Linked DNA regions of Mus musculus: region 2 is linked to region 1. Evidence: chromatin contacts called from public promoter capture Hi-C data. All regions are on one chromosome and are shown on one strand. Each heading gives the region's core, a stretch centred on a gene start, on an enhancer-like site or on the middle of the called end of the contact. The rest is flanking DNA. Distances are from core to core; before and after follow the strand shown. Region 1 holds the start of Ltn1 (listerin E3 ubiquitin protein ligase 1). Region 2 holds the start of B230307C23Rik (RIKEN cDNA B230307C23 gene).

The links. Promoter capture Hi-C pulls out the DNA fragments that hold promoters and counts their contacts.
Region 2: a promoter capture Hi-C map of pre-B cells shows a contact between it and region 1, with 5 times the contacts expected there. The contact joins the promoter of B230307C23Rik here to the promoter of Ltn1 in region 1. A contact is called at or near these places in 1 of 39 promoter capture datasets (pre-B cells) and 1 of 484 Hi-C or Micro-C datasets (B cells).

What each region holds. Positions count from the first base shown.
Region 1 is chr16:87,429,901-87,434,244 of GRCm38.p6, forward strand. Ltn1 (listerin E3 ubiquitin protein ligase 1) reads right to left here and starts at 2,706. Exons shown (of 30, transcript NM_001081068.1): 1 at 2,526-2,706. The coding sequence starts at 2,567. Rwdd2b (RWD domain containing 2B) reads right to left here. Exons shown (of 5, transcript NM_016924.2): 5 at 3,431-4,344.
Region 2 is chr16:97,995,569-97,999,971 of GRCm38.p6, forward strand. B230307C23Rik (RIKEN cDNA B230307C23 gene) reads left to right here and starts at 1,768. Exons shown (of 4, transcript NM_001362093.2): 1 at 1,768-1,868. The coding sequence starts at 1,866. C030010L15Rik (a long non-coding RNA gene) reads right to left here. Exons shown (of 5, transcript XR_001781957.2): 3 at 2,129-2,219; 4 at 1,358-1,883.

The sequences.
Region 1 (4,344 bases), core at 1,456-3,955:
ATCCCACAATCCCAGCACTGGGAGGGTTGGTGTGAGAATCAGGATGTCAGAGTCAGGCTCAGCTACATAATTAGATCAAGTCCAGCCTGAATGATACATATGAGACCCAGTTTCAAAACAAAGGAAAGAGCAGTTAGCCATGTTAGTGGTACAGCCCTGTAACCTCAGCACTAAGGAGCCTGGAACAAGAAGATCACAAGTGTGAGGCCAGCCTAGGCTACACAAGAAGTCGCAGACCAGGCTATCCCACATTGTAAAATCCCATCTCAAAACAAAAAGTCAAAACAACAAAAAAGACATGTATCTACTAAAATCTACAAATATATATGGCTCCCAGCACTATTTTCTATTGAACAAATGCTACTTTTAAGTTCAAGTCCAGGCCCAGCAAGATGGTTCCGAGGATAAATCGCTTGCTATGCAAGCTGTCAGACAATCTGGACTTCCATCCCGGAAACCCACAAAAAGGGAAAGGAGAATGGACTCCTGAAAGGCGTCCTCTCAGCGCGCCCCCTATGACGTAACATTTTAAAAACTAAACTTCAAGCCCCAACTCTGAAGCTTCCAGGCTACACAAATTTAAGCAAGTAAACTTCTCTAAACTTCAGTTAGATCACCCTTCAAATGAGGTAAGAGCAATCATTTCACTCTTTGTCATTTGCGATACCAACAGTAACTCTGAAGTACTGCAGGAAGAATTTAATCCCAGCAGGGTGTGAAAATCTTTAGGGGTAAGTATGTCTAACCACAGACTGCAACACCACATATTTCTTATTATCCAATGGAAAAAGATAACTTTACAATGCTCAACACTAAGCAAATGCCACTGAGAAAGGAAAAAATAAAACAAAAACAAAACAAAACAAAAAAGAATAATAAAGGGGGGGAAGGCACCCTGGTCTACAGAGCTGGCTAGTTCCAGAACAGAGAAACACTGTCTTAAAGGGGAAAAAAAAGTATTGTACACTTCTGGAATGATATACTGAAAATGTTATCATACAAAGCATGGTCAAAAATGGCTTAGCTGGAATCAATAGAAGGAAACAATTAGATGAGACTAAACAAAGCCAACCAATGGCCAACTCTTCCTGGTCATTATGACATAAAAAACACGCTCATTTAGGATGTATGAAATGGAAAACTGTCTAAATCAAAAGACTTCAAAGTATAAGTTGTTTTTATGTGTCTTTTAATGTATTCCCTGCCAAAGGGAACAAGTGATACTTGACTGAGTCATAAATGCTTTGAAAATGTTATTATCTAAAAACAACTTTAAGTCAGTCCTGGTGGTGCATGCCTTTAATCCCAGCACTGTAGAGACAGAGGCAGGCACATCTGTGAACGACTTCCAGGACAGGTGAGCTACAAAGAGAAACTGCCTTGATAAACCAAAATCAAAATAAAATAAAAACAGAATTAAATCTATAAAAGTTAGTAGAAATACAAATTGTAAGTCTACATGTTATATTTGTGTACTCCACCATGGTTAAAGTTTCACATGTTATATGAAGAATGACACTGTTTTTAGAATACATAAGGTAGAGAACTTGGGTGTTAAATACTGAGATCAACTCTCCTAAGGGTCAGCAAAATTTATAAATTAAGAGATGAGGGACTGGAAGGATGGCTCAGTGGTTAAGAGCACTGACTGTTCTTCCAAAGGTCCAGAGTTCAAATCTCAGCAACCACATGATGGCTCACAACCATCTGTAACAAAATTTAACTCCCTCTTCCGGGGTGTCTGAAGACAGCTACAGTGTACTCACATATAATAAATAAATAAATCTAAAAAAAAAATGGTGGAACAGGTCTATAAAAGCGAACTGTGTGTGTGTGTGTGTGTGTGTGTGTGTGTGTGTATGTGTGTGTGATCCATCAGGATAAAGGCTGCAGAGAAACACCTGCCTTTAAGATACTTTCAAAGCGCCAGGTGGTGGTGGCACACGCTTTTAATCCCAGCACTTGGGAGGCAGAGGCAGGAGAATTTCTGAGTTCCAGGCCAGCCTGGTCTACAGAATGAGTTCCAGGACAGCCAGGGCTATACAGGATGCATTAAGGTATCTAGAGCCACCTAACATATGGCCATCCGAAGCCTGCCAGGCCAGCCAAGTTCGTGGCAAGTTCAGGGTGGCCAGAGTGAAGCAGGAAAAGCGAGGTAAGCTTGAGACCAGAGACCCAACGGGTGACACCGACCTGACACCGGGCATACCACCGACGGGCTCGGGCCTTGGCAAGGAGGGACTGAGCGAGTGAAGCCCACGCTTGCTTCTTCCCTCCCACAGCTCCTACACAAGCTCGGCCACCCACGAGGGCCGCCCGGGTGCTCACTGTCACCGTTTCCCGATGACACCTCCCTCCCTGGGCGCGCTCCGTTTCCCAGATCCGGCGTGAAACGTCGTTTGGGTCCCAACTCCTCGACTTGTCCACCCGCGGGGACGCACACACCGGGAGGTCACACTCTTCCCTCACGGCCCTCTGGACACCCGGGCCGCAGGCCGCGGGGCTACCATCACCACAGGACTCACCCTGAGGTTCCCCTTAGTCCGCTGCTTGTTCTTCCCGCCCATGGTGGCGGTGGCAGCCCGGCTCTCAGTCTGCAGAGCCGAAGTTGACACGGGCGGGCCACAACTTCCGGTCCCTCGCGCCGGAAGGGGATTCACTGTAGCCACTTCCCCCTCGCCCTCCCAGCCTTTCGGCTTCCTACTTCCGCTCCCGCCTCCCTGTCAGGACTCTGACCATCCGCTGCCTGAAACGTAACAAAGAAGGCCACGCCTGCCTGAGTGGCGTCACTGCTGACCAATAAGAAACCAGCGTTGAGCCCGTGGCGCCAAACCTGTCCGAGATATTTGTAGTGGAGAGATTTCCTTCCTAGTGTGTAGGAATTTGCTCTTCCAGAGGTCCTGAGTTCGATTCCCAGCAACCACATGGTAGCTCACAACCATCTGCAATGGGATCTGACGCCCTTTTCTGGTGTGTCTGAAGAAAGCTACAGTGTACTCATATAAATAAAATAAATCTTTAAAAATAAAATGAAATAATAAAAGCAGAGGAGTTGGGGCGACTAACTTGGTAGAGTGCTTTCCTGGCATTCCTGAAGGCTGAGTTTGATTCCCTACATTGAGCAAACCAGGTCTGCTGGCACACCCTCCCAATACCAGCACTGAAGACACAGAGAAGAGGAGAATCACAAATTTAAGGTCAGCTTTGCACACTTAAAGTTCAAGGGCAGCCTGGGATATATGAAAATCTATCTCGAAATAGGAAATAAAAAGAAAAAAGAATCATCAGGTCACATAGGCATGAGACACTGTCTTAAAGAAACAACAAGAAACCATTTGAGCTCTACTCATGCCCCAGTCTTCAGCGATGCAAGGCCAGATAGGGGCCAAATCTAAACACATGCAATTTGAAATGAACCACAAACACCAATGAGGAAGGCTTTATACTGTTTGTACTTTAAAAGACAGGGTAGTTTCAAACTTCTGACTACTGATAACAAGCACAGATTGTTTAAAATTTCATTTTATTTCAAAGGTCTGGAGACAGGCTGGGATTAACATTGGGTCCGCATGTGGCAAGGTGTCTTGTACAATGACATCTCTGAGATAGCTTGGCCCTTTCTCTTGCCATCACTTCAGGGGCCATGGCAGAAAGAGAAGAGAGGCAAATTCATCCCCAGAAATCCTGCACTGTAACCTACAGCCCAATGCAGCTGCAAGAGAGGCCAGGAGGGTGAACAGGCAGCTTTTCCAGGTTCCTAGTGAAGGCAGAAGAGTGTGGGAAATCCCTAGCAAGTCGAACCATCAAAATTACCTTCACATATAATTTGTCTTTCAAGTTTCATGAGACAGAGCCTCGTGTAGCCCAGCTGGCCTTCAACTTCCCATCCTCCTGCCTCTACTTCCCAAGTGCTGGGATTATAAGCATGTGCCTTCAGATCCAGCTCACGTCAAGAAATTTCCACCAAGCTGTAGAGATGGCTCAGAGGTTAAAAGGGTGCACTGCTCTTGCAGAGGACCCAAGTTTGGCTCCCAGCACCCACACCGGGTACCTCACAACCTCCTGTAACTCCAGCTCCAGGGGATCTGATACCCCAAATATATTTACATGTTTATGTTCATGCATGCACCCTTGGAGGACAGAGTACATCAAATGCCCTGAAGTAAAGACATATAGGTAGTTATGAGCTCCCTGCCAGGGGTGCTGGGAACTGAACTTAGGTCCTTGGCACTAGCAGCATATGCTCTTAACTTCTGAGTCATTTCTCCACCCTTCTCACTTAGTAATTTAAAGCTTACAAGTCGAAACCCAGTTTTTCTCTCAGGCATGGCAAGTTTTAACTGA
Region 2 (4,403 bases), core at 518-3,017, about 11 Mb after region 1:
TTTAGGTTCAGGTCCCAGGTTAATTTTTGAACAATTTAAATATGGACTGGAGACTGCATGTCTAACCAATTAGACAGACACACAGCAAATATAGTCCCAGAATTACTTCTTAAGTACACCAGTGTCCTGAAACAACATCAGTGACAGGTTCCTAAGTACAAAGTCCCAGAGGATGAAAAAGACATGAAAAGTAGAAGGCAGAAAGTTACAAAAGCTGGGGTGGGGAGGCCTTGCAGAAGCCTCTGTGTATGAATGTTTAGCTTCCCAGTGAGGAAGATGTGTTGGCTAACCATAGTGCTCCACTGGGTTTGTTATCTGGTTCCTGTTTGCCTTCCAGGGTTCACATACTTACCAGCTGAAAAGTAGCTGCAGTTTACCTAAGCCCAGCATGAAGGACTCAACCCAAGTGAAATTAGAGTATTTGGGGGTTTATTTGGGGGTAGCTCTCTAGTGGATTCAGTGATCCCAAGGAACCAGAGAGTTCACTAGTCCCAAGGAGGTCAGAGAAGTTATGGGATGGGAGTATAAGGAGCAGAGGTGGGGAGAAGGAGCTAGCAAGGCATGCAGGGGGGAGGGAGATGGAGAGGGAAGTGGAGGGAGGAGGGGGAAGGGCAGGAGAAGGAGGAAGGAGGAGGCAGAGAGAGAGAGAGAGAGAGAGAGAGAGAGAGAGAATGAAACAGAGAGACAAAGAGTACAAACTGTCAGGATTATATAGGAAGATCTTCTGGAGACAGGAAAGCTCAGGGTACAAGGTGGGGTCTGCCAACTTTGCTATGTAACAGGTGGAGACTGAGGAGAGCTGGGAGAACCTGGAGGTTCAGCTGTAACCTTCCCAGCCTTGAGCAGGCTAAGCAGACCTTGAACATTCATCTTGACAGGCCTTATCAAGCTGGATAGAGACATGTGTCTTGGCTGCAGTTGCAGGTTCCCATGGGAACTTAGCTGTTTTGGCTGCCTGTGCTGACCTTGTTCTACAACATATTCCAGCTAAAGAAGGGGATGGGTTTTGTGGTTTTTCCCTTTATAAACGTAAAGCCTATTATTAAACTTTGAGTCTTGATCAGAATCTTTGTCTTGACTTCATTCTTCTCTCGCGTACCCCCCACCCCCATCTTTTCATTTCCAGCACCCCTTTCAGGTAAACTCAGTTCTCCCGCGGCTGCTGGATGGCTCCACCCAGCCAGCTTTGGTGTGTTAAATATATGCAGATCAGAAGCTGGTCCCGGGTCTGAATCCCAACCGCAACAAAACTATTGTTTCCCCAAATCTCTTTTTAATCGTTAATATCCTGGGCACCCTTCCGCTTGTAGGACAGATTGATAACTCCACTGCAAGTTGAGCTATGCAAGCTAACTACCTTGATTCCAGGAGGAAGGCAAACAGTCTACTGAGTGAGGAAAGCTCAGGCTGAAAAGTCAAGGACTTGCTGAGCACGGGGTCAACTGTTCACATAGGGGAGGAGCAAGCGGCTGAGCAGTGATAGGTGCAGTGGTGGTTCCTCCCTGGGGCTGTGCGGGGAGACAGAAGGGTAGGCTATTGGAGGACCGGCACAAGTATTACAGAAATGAAAATCCCTGTAGATCTGGAAAAGGTCGTCCCTGGATTTGAAGCTTGGTCTGAGAACTTCTACACTGTGTGGCTTCAGCACACTCTAACTCTAAGGGAGGTGCTCGACTCACTCAAGACTTACTGGCCAATCAGAGCCTCCAGGCAGACCTGCGTGTCAGAAGAGAAGGCGGGTTTTCCGGGTGCGGTGGTGTCGGTTTCGCTTCCTGGTTGAGTGCTTGAATGGTTCTGTGTGCCGTGCTCCGTTTCCTGCGGTTGGATGCTGTGGATTGTGCACAGGCAAGCTCCGAAGTTGCGACATGGTAAGCACAGGGTCACTGCCAACAATGGGGAGAAGCAGGGGTCTCAGCAGCGCGAGCTGGTGTGGTGGGGCTTTCACAGGACTGAATGGGAATCGGCGGCCACGTGTGAGGTCCTAGCCACTTGGGGGACCCAGCTGTAGCCTCTGAATAACTTCACTGTGGGGGCTGCATCTGTGCAGAGCATTTGGCCTGTGTGTAGAAAGATCTTTGGCATGATCCCAAACTCAGAGAGTACTAGTTTCTGCAAGTTCTGTTCTTACCATTTGCCATTAAGGTGGACAATCCATTGGAGTTAATTTTGTGGAGGTTGTAAAAGACATCTCATGTGCTGGGTAGCAATCCAATATCAAGCTGTGATGTAAAAGTGCAGGATTAATGATCTAAAGGATTTACTAAAGCTTAGGAGATAGTAAGGCACTCCAAGTAGAATTTATCTGAGGGTGGACTGCATGTAAAACATCCCACAGATAGGTAATGTGCTAACTAGGGCTGTTAGAGATTAGGTTGCTAGGATACACAAGTTAATTCACCCGGATTGTCCAGAAATTGGGCACCAAACCATAACAAAGGAAACAAACTTGATTTACTACCATCCACTAGGTTCATCTTCATATCAAAGAGCAGGCCTCTAACAGGCTGGTCTATGGGGCCTTACAGGATCACAATCTACAGTAAGGCCTGGTGTGGCATAAAGGTTCAGTTTTCTTCTTGAGAAAAGCATAGTTCTGCCACATGGGTGAGATGATGCCTAGTGACAACCATGTGAGAAGGTAAAAAAGAAAACAAAACAAAACACTGTTGTATTGAGTGCTAAGTTACACTTTCCCTGAGGTTTCCATATATGGAGAATGACATAGCTCCTCATGAAACCCAGGAACATGCTTGGCAGAGCCAGTCACAGCTTGGGGCCTAGGCCTTGGGAGCTTTCCCTGAGGCTCTGGGTATAGAGATAAAACAGAGCTTCTTCTCTAAGACCTGGAATATGCTTGGGAGAGCTGGTAATAGTCTGGGGCCAGGGCCTTTGGGAGGGGTTGCTTCAGATTCTGAGAGCACAACTCTTCCCACCGTACGGGGTTGTGGTTATCAGTCCCAAGGCCATGAGAGACTTGGTCAGAAATTTTTTCAGATACACTGAGTTTCCCCTTGTGCAGCAACTATTTGATTAGACTTCTCCTGAGTGTGTCCCATTGTATGATGCTTCTGCTGACTTCATAGTTTCTTCATCTTTCTCCTGACTTCATAGATGTCTCCCATCTCCTTCCTTTCCCTCATGTCAATCGTGTACAAGATGGTATTCTTTAGAAGCTTACTTAGCATGAGCCATAGCTTGTGTAAGTCCTCCCCACCCCAGCTTTTTTACTTTCTACCTTTTCCTTTTCCAGTGTTTTTCATCATCTGGAGCCTTCCACTCAGGACACTCTCACTAACCTGCTGTGTTAGGGCACTGGTGTACTTAAGAAATGATCCCGGGGTTATATTTGCTGTGTAAATTTCCCATCTGTCTAAGTGGCTAGACTTGCAGTCTCCAGTCTATATTTAAATTGTTCAGAACTTAACCTGGAACCTGAATCTAAAAGAGACTTAAGGGTGGCAGCATATGTGGAATGCAAAATCCATCCTCGTCTGGCTCCTCTTTAGTATTAACCAGTGTAGCTGGTCTTTACTACTTTATGGTTTCTTCTTTTAACACACACTTAATCCCCTCCCCCCCCCCAACTCCAACCCCCTCCTCTTTCACCCCCTAACACCAGATAGGACAGAAACAAGGATGGAGGAGAAAGAGATCCTTGAATCTAGTTTCTTTTTTTGTACTGGCCCCTCACCTCCCCACCCCCAGCATGAGTCAGTCTCTGATGCAGGGAGCAAGGATTAAAGATAGGAAAGGCAGAAAGAAGATGCAAAGCCAATAGTTAGATTTGGGAGGACTGCTGGTTAATACTGCAGCAGCAGCAGCGAGAGCCTTGAGTTTATTTTTCATAGTCTTTTTATACCCACACAGTACTGTAGAATGCAAAGCTACAAGCTAACAGAAACAATTTCCTGAAATATACACAGAATATCTGTTCTTATCCAAAGGTACCTCCCTTGAACCTCAGGAGTACCTCCTCTTATAGTTCCATGTCTCATTAGGCTGGGAAATCTGCCAACAGACCCTGACCCGCCTTGACTGCCTGGGCACATAGAAGAATAGCGTCAGTTTTAAAGCATAAATATCGTCATCCAGGAAGAAAAAAGGTGTAAAGGAAGTTCCCTTGCTCACTGTATTCAGGGTCTTATCAAGATGATCAACTTATGACAAGATGTAGGAACACATTGCTCAGCTGTATTATTATTATTATTAAACTTACTTCCTTGTCCTAGCCCAGTGTCAAATGTTTGCCTTATTCCTAGAAGCAGTACCAAGGGTTATCCACATCTGGGAGAGTAGAAGATTCCAATAAAATTCAAATTTACCATACTAGGGCTCTGTCTGCTCATAGGGTGGATGGAAGGGCAGAGCTGGGAAGACCTGTGCTGTCTGAGTGATTTAATCTC